Linked DNA regions of Mus musculus: region 2 is linked to region 1. Evidence: chromatin contacts called from public Hi-C data. All regions are on one chromosome and are shown on one strand. The core of a region is the stretch at or near the end of the contact, and the rest is flanking DNA. Distances in the headings are between cores, read along the strand shown.

Evidence for each region. Hi-C and Micro-C count contacts between places; a contact is called where the count stands out from the background.
Region 2: a contact with region 1 is called in a Hi-C map of embryonic stem cells, with 1.9 times the contacts expected there. The contact joins two enhancer-like sites. A contact is called at or near these places in 1 of 39 promoter capture datasets (the 3T3-L1 cell line), 1 of 15 datasets of contacts at CTCF or cohesin (pro-B cells), 82 of 484 Hi-C or Micro-C datasets (the AML12 cell line, CD4 T cells, the CH12 cell line and 35 more), 10 of 115 datasets of contacts at active chromatin or transcription factors (the HPC-7 cell line, embryonic stem cells and extraembryonic endoderm stem cells) and 3 of 9 other capture datasets (adipose tissue, embryonic stem cells and pancreatic islet).

Annotation. Positions count from the first base shown.
Region 1 is chr9:114,582,331-114,586,835 of GRCm38.p6, forward strand. Cnot10 (CCR4-NOT transcription complex, subunit 10) reads right to left here. Exons shown (of 20, transcript NM_153585.5): 20 at 3,544-4,009. Among named protein-coding and RNA genes, the nearest start is that of Trim71, 20 kb to the left of the region's middle. Within about 2 kb of position 1,936, at least 138 of the 459 cell types and tissues checked have an H3K27ac peak or open chromatin away from gene starts, as enhancers often do. A contact at or near this core is called in embryonic stem cells, where this site is marked.
Region 2 is chr9:114,621,994-114,626,498 of GRCm38.p6, forward strand. It overlaps Cnot10 (CCR4-NOT transcription complex, subunit 10), which reads right to left. Exons shown (of 20, transcript NM_153585.5): 6 at 4,404-4,490; 7 at 3,827-3,910; 8 at 852-969. Among named protein-coding and RNA genes, the nearest start is that of Gm51659, 11 kb to the right of the region's middle. Within about 2 kb of position 2,693, at least 4 of the 459 cell types and tissues checked have an H3K27ac peak or open chromatin away from gene starts, as enhancers often do. A contact at or near this core is called in embryonic stem cells, where this site is marked.

The sequences.
Region 1 (4,505 bases), core at 686-3,185:
TCACACAGCAGAGCACAGTTGTCTCCAGTTCCATAGGATCCAGCGCCCTCTTCTGGCCTCCATGGCTCCAGCACACATCCAGGCAAAACACTTATGCACATACATTTTTTTTTAACGGAAATGTTTTAAATGTTTTTAACCTATTATTTGAGAATTTCATGGATGTTCACCACGTACTTCAATTATATACACCTTCAGTCCACTCTCCATCTCACCCTGGACTCCTCTCTACACTACCCTACCTACCAATCTCATTCTGGGGCTTCCCTTCTAGAACTGGGCGCTGTGTTTTGCCAAGAGCAGGTTCCTAGATGGGCTTTAAAAGGCTGACTGACCTTCAACTGACCAATAATTGACTTTCTATTATCGTCATTATCATTATTATTATTTTTACACTACAGCAACTGGAGAAGTATATGTTATGGTTGTTATTTGATTTTGTTGTTGTTGAAGACAAGGTCTTTCTTTGTAGCCCCGGCTGTTCTGCAACTCACAGAGATCTGTCTGCCTCTGCCTCTTGAGTGCTGGAATTAAAGGTACGGGCAACCAACCACATCTTTCTGGCCTTGTTTGATTTTTATTTTATTTATATTTTGTGTATGGGTGTTTTGCATGCATGTATTCTGTGCACTACTTCCAGTGCCCAGAGGAAGCCAAAAGAGGGCGTTGGATCCCTTGGAACTGGAATTGCAGATGGCTGTGAGTCGATGTGTGGGCACTGAGAATTGAACCCGGTTCTTCTAGAAGAGCAGTCAGCCAGCCAGCCAGTGTTTTTAACTGTAGATTCATCTCTCCAGTCCCTGTCGTTTGATTTTTGAGACAAATTCTCACTCCATTGTTTCATGCAGTCAAGCTTAAACTTCTGAGCAATCTTCTGCCTTAGTCAGGGACTACAGGCAAGACAGTCCTTTGTCACAATGCCAGCTGAAATACTTATCAATGGTATTTATCCAAATAGATGCTTGCCTGGCCCAGCCTCGGCATAAAGCCATAAAATATCATCCTTGTCCAATACTTGGGAGTACTTAGCTAAAGCAGTATTTTTCCTTTCTTTAAAAACTCAGGCCGGGTGGTGGTGGTGCACGCCTTTAATCCCAGCACTTGGGAGGCAGAGGCAGGCGGATTTCTGAGTTTGAGGCCAGCCTGGTCTACAAAGTGAGTTCCAGAACAGCCAGGACTACACAGAGAAACCCTGTCTCAAAAAACAAAAACAAACAAAAAAACAAAACAAAAAAACCCCCAAAAACTCAGGCAGAAAAGAGCCAGAAGAGTACAGAGGATCTTAAACCTTCACCCACAGAGCAAAGATAAGTCAAGGAACCGAAGCAAATGAAATACATTGAGTAATGTTATTATGGTAAAAATTAAAATCTAAACAATGGGGAAAAAAACCAAAAAAAAAAAAAAAAGCCAAAGATAGAAATGGCTTATACATTTACTCAACCACGGAAGTGACAGGAGTAAAATAAAGCTGTATAAAACAAACTAGTCAAATAACTAAAACAAAATCAATAGAATCGAATAAAGTGGAAAGGAACAGATGACGGGAAGAAATCAGTGAAGAAATTTGTTGGGCTGTTCCGCGCTGCCGCTAGGTGGCGCTCGGCGCCCCGGGCTCCACGCGGATTCCCGGTTGCGTCCCGAGACTCTGCCTCTCTGCTGCTTTCCAGAGGGATCCCGCGGGCTGGCCGTACCCCTTCCCGGCTGTCCCCGCTGGGAATAGCTTGGAGGTCGTGTGAAGAGTCACATCGTGGGCAGGATACCCTGGTGATAAGGACACAGATCGCAGCGGGACCACAGCTGTTCCAATGATTTTGATTTCCTTGGTGGGACAGCTACAATAAAGTTTTTTCTCGTATATTAAAGGATCAACGCGTATGGAGTGAAAACTCCCCACCTGCAGGGTTGCCTGTTAGCTTCCTGAGGTCTCAGCGGAGATATGGACTGTGGTAAGACTGTTGGCAGCTGGCCATTGCCCGGGTCCCAGAAGTCCCCAATCAGGGCTGAGCTGGGGGGGGGGGGGTGTGGGTGTGGGTGGGGATAGGGGCTGCTCACATGCTAATGTGGCGGTGACAATCGTGCGGGGGCGCCCCCGCGCCTGGGGGAGCCAAGGCAGAAACAAAGCATTAGCATTTTCCCCTAGAGAAAGGACTGCATTCCTGGGAGGGGAGCGCGGCCCTCCCCATTCACACTGGGGACCACACAGAGTGCCTCTTGCGCCAAAAGCTGGAAGGTTCGTCGGTTTGGCTTTTCTTTTGACCCGGGCGTTGCATACGAAATGTAGATATTTTCCTAAACGCCGGCTTTGACATTTAATGCGTTCCTAAGTAGTCTGAAATGTGGACTGGATTAGGAGGAGGCTAGGGGCCCACCGGGACACTCAGGCAAATCCCCTTAAATCCTCCAAGACAATTGTGTGTCACCACACGGATTCGCTTTGCCCCAAATGAGGAGGCTAATGAACTTCACTGCCTCCTTCCGTGACAGCCCACTCGCACCTGGCCGAGCCTCTGCGCCCGCCTCCCAGCTTTGTGTCAGGGCGTGTTTACTTTGTGTTTACTTTAGGCCAGGCCTGTTGGCTTCTAGGATCCAGTCTGACCATTAACTAAGGCACCTATCCTGGGCCATTGCTCAACCTTTACTCCACAAGGGGTGAGGGACACAAATACTGAGGGCCCTGGGACCTTGGGGCTATTACAGGCCACCCCATTTCAGGCCCCTTGGAACACTGCTAAGCCCAGAAAGAAAAATAGCATGAAACTCTACTTTACATGGGGAGTATTTTACCAGCAGGTTATGCGCCCCCGGAGGCCAGAAGAGGGCATCAGCTCTATTGACCTGGAGCTACCTGGTTTCGAGCCACCGTGTGGATTCTGGGAATCGAGCACCATCCTCTGCATACCTTCAGCTCCTCTCACCCATCTTCATAATTTACTTCTTATTCTCTCCCCTTCCCCTTTGAGACAGGTCTCATTATGAAACCCTGGCTGGCCTGGAATTTGCTATACTGTCCAGAATGGCTTCAATCTCACATATTTCTTTTTTTTTTTTTTCTTTTTTTTCTTTTTTTGGTTTTTCGAGACAGGGTTTCTCTTTATAGCTCTGGCTGTCCTGGAGCTCACTTTGTAGACCGGGCTGGCCTCAGAAATCCGCCTGACTCTGCCTCCCAGTGCTGGGATTAAAGGCGAGCGCCACCACGCCCGGCCAATCTCACATATTTCAATGTCACTCAAATTTTGCAAATTTTTGTTTTTTGTTTGGTTGAGACAGAGTTTCTCTGCTTAGCCCTGGAAGAACTCTGTAGACCAAGCTGGCCTTGAACTCAGAGATCTGTCATTCTCTGCCTTCTGGTGTGCTGAGAGGCAGAGACAGGTGGATTTGTGAGTTTGAGGCTAGTCTGGTCTACATAGCAAGTTCAAGGGCATCAGGAATAGAGACCCTGTTTCAAAAGCAAACACTACTACTGTTAGGATTTATGCCATGGGAGTACCTTGGCAGATTACAGGCAAGGTTTACCGGAAAGATCACACCATGCAACATATCTTCTGCAACAGATTGATTGACGGGGAGGGGGAAAGGCAGTCTTGGAGAGGGGACATGAAAGAGAGACAGAGACACCAAGAGAGAGCTAGAATGATGGCCAAAACCTTTTCAAAGGTCTGGTGATGACACAGCTCAGCCACTGAGTCATTGAGGGTAGGCTTGGGTGCACCTTGTCTCTACCCCACGCCCCCCAGAAAACAAAAACAACACAAACCAACAACAACAAAAACCAAAGCAAAAATTCTTTATAACAGTCTTGAGTGCTGGGTCCAACCTCCATAACTATGGCGACGTGAACAAGAATGGCTCTCATCGACTCATATTTGAATGCTTCATCTTCAGGGAGTGACACTTCAGGGACTGGGAGGCGTGGCCTTGCTGGCAGAAGTGCATCACAGGGACAGGCCCAGTGTTTCTCTCCAGTCTCCTCTCCAGCACTACTTCCGTCTTCCTGCCACAATGTTCCCTGAAATGAAGATAATGAACTGAACCTTAGAAATTGTAAGCCAGCCCCAATTAAATGTTTCCATTTATTTAAGTTGCTGTGGTCATGGTATTTCTTCACAGCAACTGGAACAATGACTAAGACAACTGCCACAAAATAGCTAAATAAATAAAAGTTTGCTAGCCTCAAACTCAAAGATCCACTTGCCTCTCCCTCCTGAGTTCTGGGCTTAAAGGTTTGTGCAACCACTGTCCCACTCCCTTTTTTAATGAAAAAACAACAACAACAACAACTATATATCTATATACCTGTGTGTATAAATAATATAAATATTATATAAATTATAATATAAATAATAAAGTCATATAATAATTTATAAATATAAAATGTATAAATAAAATATCAGGGCAGGAACTCAAGCAGGAGCAGAGGCAGCAACCATGGAGAAACACTGCTTTGGGCTTGCTCCCAGGTTTAATTTGGGATACCATTTTTATACTTGCTCAGAAGTGGCTGA
Region 2 (4,505 bases), core at 1,443-3,942, 40 kb after region 1:
TCACAACGTAGATAAATGAACTGACTCAATGACTACTTCCTGTCCGGCTCTTGACCTGCAGTTGACTTTCCTCACAGCACACTTGTAATTTGAGAGATCATTTTATACCACCACAACAAAAACAACAGAAATAAAACCCAGGGGAACAGGCTGGCGATGTGGTTCATAGGTTGGGTGCTTTCTAGCCCTCACCAGGCCTGGGATCAAGCCCCAGCATCACACTCATAGGTGTGGTGGTACACGCCTGTACTTCTACCCTGAGGAGGCAGAGGACCAAAAACTCAAGGTCATCCGTACACGATACACAAGACTCAAAGCTACACAAACCCAGGAGGCCTAGAGTGATTGCTTGAAAGAATGTGAAATAGGAAAAGACAGACATTCTCCACTCTCCAGTGAACTCAAGACAGCAAAGTAGGGCCAGGTGGAGCAGGTTTGTAGGTACATGCTATGTATGCATCTGAACTGAATCCAAACCAAACCAAACACCTGAGCATTCCCTCTCAAAACGGAGCAGGAACAGGGAAGGTTAAATAAAGCAAAGATGTAATGAGCCCTCTTTCAATGTGCAGATAATATATACACTAAAATCTCAGTAAACGTTCTGCAGGAAGAAATATGAAAATCTTTTTGTAAGACAGAGTTTTGAAAGACAGTCCAGGCTGGCCTCAAATTCAAAATCCTCTGCTCCAGTCTGCCCAGTGACAGGATCAGAGTGTGCTACCATATCAGGCTTAGAACACTTCTACCTAAAAATGAATGGAAGTCACTCTGAAGAATGGGATGTGTAGGTGGGAGGAACCCCAAGCAAGAAGGAATAGATCAACTAAAGTTTTACAGTTTTCTTTTACCTGTCTTCATGAAGCCTGGATGCTCGGCAATGTTTGAACTATTCAACAGCTTCACCGCTTTTCGATAGTTGCCCCTTAAGTACTCAAAGTTGCTTTTAAGAAACAGGGAAGGTGCAGACTGTAAAGGAATATAAAAGTGATTTAAATTTGTTTTCAGTTGTCTTTTGCACGATTGTGACATACTGCTGTGCATGGAAGTGTTTAGGACATAAATCAATCGGTTAAATCATGCCACAGAAGACAATTTCTAAATGCTCACTGACCTGTTATTTAAAATACCAAAGTCTCAAAGAGAAAAGCCTGTGAGTGACCACCTTAACAACAACAACACTATAACACAGTATCAAAAGACTGTCTTTGTTCCCTGCATCCTCCCTGCGCCCAGCCTGCTCTATGTTCAAGTGATCTTCTGCCTAAGCCTCTTAAGGAGTTGGGAATACAAGCACAGAACCCTGGGTCTGGCTTATTAAAAGCCAGTTTTACAGCACAAACTAGGACTTTTGTTTTAATGGTCATTGCAAAATTGATGGTCATGGTGTTCTGAATGAAAACAGCCCCATGAACATATTTGAAAACCTGATCCCCAGTTAAAGGAGGTGTGTTACGGGGGCCACGCTTTGCGGTTTAAAAAGCCCATATCATTCCCAGATAGCTCTCTACTCCTTGTGCTCCAGGATCAAACATAAGCTCGCAACTGCTGCTATGGCGCCATGCCTGCCTAACTGCCGTGCTCCTTGACATGATGGTCATGGACTCTATTCCTCTGGAGCCGTGAGCCCCCAAATTAAACAATTCATCTTGTGAGTTGTCTTGGTCATGGTGTCTCCTCAGAGCAGTAGAACAGTAACTTAGAGAGTGGTCTTCTGTAGTTCTTTTTGTTTTTAAAAAAGATCATATGGTTTGAATAAGAATGATGACCCCCACAGGCTCAGATATTTGAATGCTTGGTCCCAAGTAGTATTTGAGAGGAGTTAGGAGGTGTGGCCTTGTTAAGGAAGTATGTCACTGGGGGTGGCCTCAAGCTAGGCTCTCCCTTCCTGCTGTCTGGGGATCCTGCTAGAGACCTTGCAGCTACTTTCTCGGTGTCATGTCTGCGTGTGCCACCATTGTCCGCTCTCCCTAAAATGGTAAGCAAGCCTCAGTTAAATGCTTTCTTTTTTTCAAGTAGCCTTGGTCATGGAGTCTCTTTACAGCAATAAGGCATTAAAACAAAGCTTTATTTTTTTAGCTTATGTGTAAGTGTATGTGGGAGTGGGGGACACATTGAGTATGGGTGTTTATGGAGACCAGAACAGGATGTCAGATCTCCTGGAGCTGAGGTTTATAACAGGCTGTGAGCCACCCAACATGGCTGACGGGAATAAAACGCAGGTCTTCCTGTAATAGTAATACTTATTCCTGATTACCAAACAACCCCTCCAGCCTCCCCACATGCTTTTTTTAAAGACATGGTCTCACATAGGAACCCAAGCTGGTCTTGAACTTGCTATCTAACCAAGAATGACCTTGAACGACAGATCCGCCCGAGTCTAACACCCAAAGCTGATAGTGTAGGCCCGGGCCACCACACCCAAGCTTTCTATTTATGTGCACACTATGGAGGGATGTCTTTTTTTTTTTTTTTAAGGTTTTATTTTCACTTTTATTTATATGTATATGAGTGTTCAGGGCTATTGGAGGTTAGAGAAGGGTTTTAGATCCCCTGGAACTGGAGTTACAGGCAATTGTGAGCTGCCTGATGTGGGCGCTGGGAATCAAACTCACATTGCAAGAGCAGTGAGTGCCATCTCTCTAGCCCTTGTTTTTAACATGGTCACACTTCAGCCCAGACTGGCCTTGAATTCCTGCTCCTCCTGCCTCCACCTCTTAAATGATAGAACTAAATCCATGTGTGTGTCTGTCTGTCTGTCTGTCTGTCTGAGCTAGAGGCTAAACCCAAGGTTGACTGTGTGGTGCTAGGCCAGTGCTGTATCACTGAGCTATCCCCAATCTTTCTCCTTTCTTAGGATTCAAGTTCTCCTTTCGTTAATTCCCAATAACCAGTATTCTTGCAAGTATAAAAAGAAGCCATGTTCCTATATGAAGAGAAGAAATTCCAAAGTTTTGTTTTCAGGCACCAATCTTTCTATTCCAAAATCCTTGGCTTGGATTTCGTACCACTCTCATTAAATCTTCACACTGGAGGGGCCTCCAGAGAGCACTGATTTAGAATACAAATGCACACAAAGGTCTGGACACTGTTCTCTGAGGATCTCCGCCCCAGGATTTACTTGCTAACTTATAAACATACTCTCTGTCTATGGTCTAGTCCTTTCTCTGTCGGGCCTTCTGTCAGCCCAGAGATCTGGTCAATAAGCAATTGTAGTCTCAGGGATTATTCTAGGTAGAGGTACTTCAGGTACAAGCAGTAAACTGCACAACATCAGTTTTAAAAACAGGATTTATTAGCTGGGTGGTGGTAGTACACACCTTTAATCTAGTGCTTGGGACTCATTCCTGGTCTACAAAGTGAGTTCCAGGACAGCCAGGGTAACACAGTAACCCCGTCTTGAAAAACAAAAACAAAACCAACCAGACAAAAATAAACACCCCCAAACCAAAATAAAACCCCAACAAAACAAAACAGCCCCCTCCACACACACACAAACAACCAAACACCAACCCCTCCATCCATAAAGAAAGCCCAGGATTTCTTTACTCGAGTGTACGTGTGCAGGTGTGTGTGTGCCTGTGTGCAGAGACCACAAAACGGCAGCAGGTATCCCACCCTTTCCTATTCTGCTGAGTCTGCTGAAGCTCCCCCTGAACTTGGAGAGCGTTTCCTGTGGTAGGCTGGAAGCCGGCAAGCCCATCCTGTCCTCCCCAGAGCTGGGGTTACAGACATGTGTTTTACCTTTGCGAACTGACAAATCCTCACAGTCTCAATAAGAAAGCCAGAAAGTGACCACCAAGAGGAAAGTCCAGGAGGAACTTACATTTCCAGCTGTGTTCATGACAGACTTGATTTCCCTTTTGCAAGCCTTCAGGGACTTCATCTGGATGTACCCTCTGACTTTGTACTGTCAATGAGGAATGGAAACATGTAAGAGGGGTGGGTCACTTGCACAGGCTCAACCTTTGCTAGCCAGTCCAGGACATTAACTCTCATTTGCATACAACAGAGTCAAAAGCCAGTCATACGCAAATGCAACTTTAAAATTATCTTAAGTATCTGTTTCCTGTTTATTTTCTTGTGGTGCTGGGGATAGAAACTAAGGCTTCATGTATTGCAGGCCATCATTCTACCCCTGAGCAAAACCTACAAACTCAAATCTGCATAAGATAATTTTAAAATTCAATATATTACTTTATCATACACTACAGGCTACTTCAAAGTTCTATACAGTAATTTATAGAAGTTACAATGTATATATTTCAAGCAAAATGTATTTAGAGGGATTAACTGAGCTCTCAACTCCAAGCCTTTGAATCCGAGTAAGCGCACCGCCTTGAGTTAGTGCTCACGTGCCTCTCACACTGCCGCTCGCTCGCCCACACTGTGAGCGTGCGTACCTGGTGTATCTTGGACTTGGCAGCCTCTATTAGAGCTGCACTCTCAGCCTTAGGGTTGGATCCATCTTTGCTGCTGTTATTGCCAGTCTATAAAATAGGAAA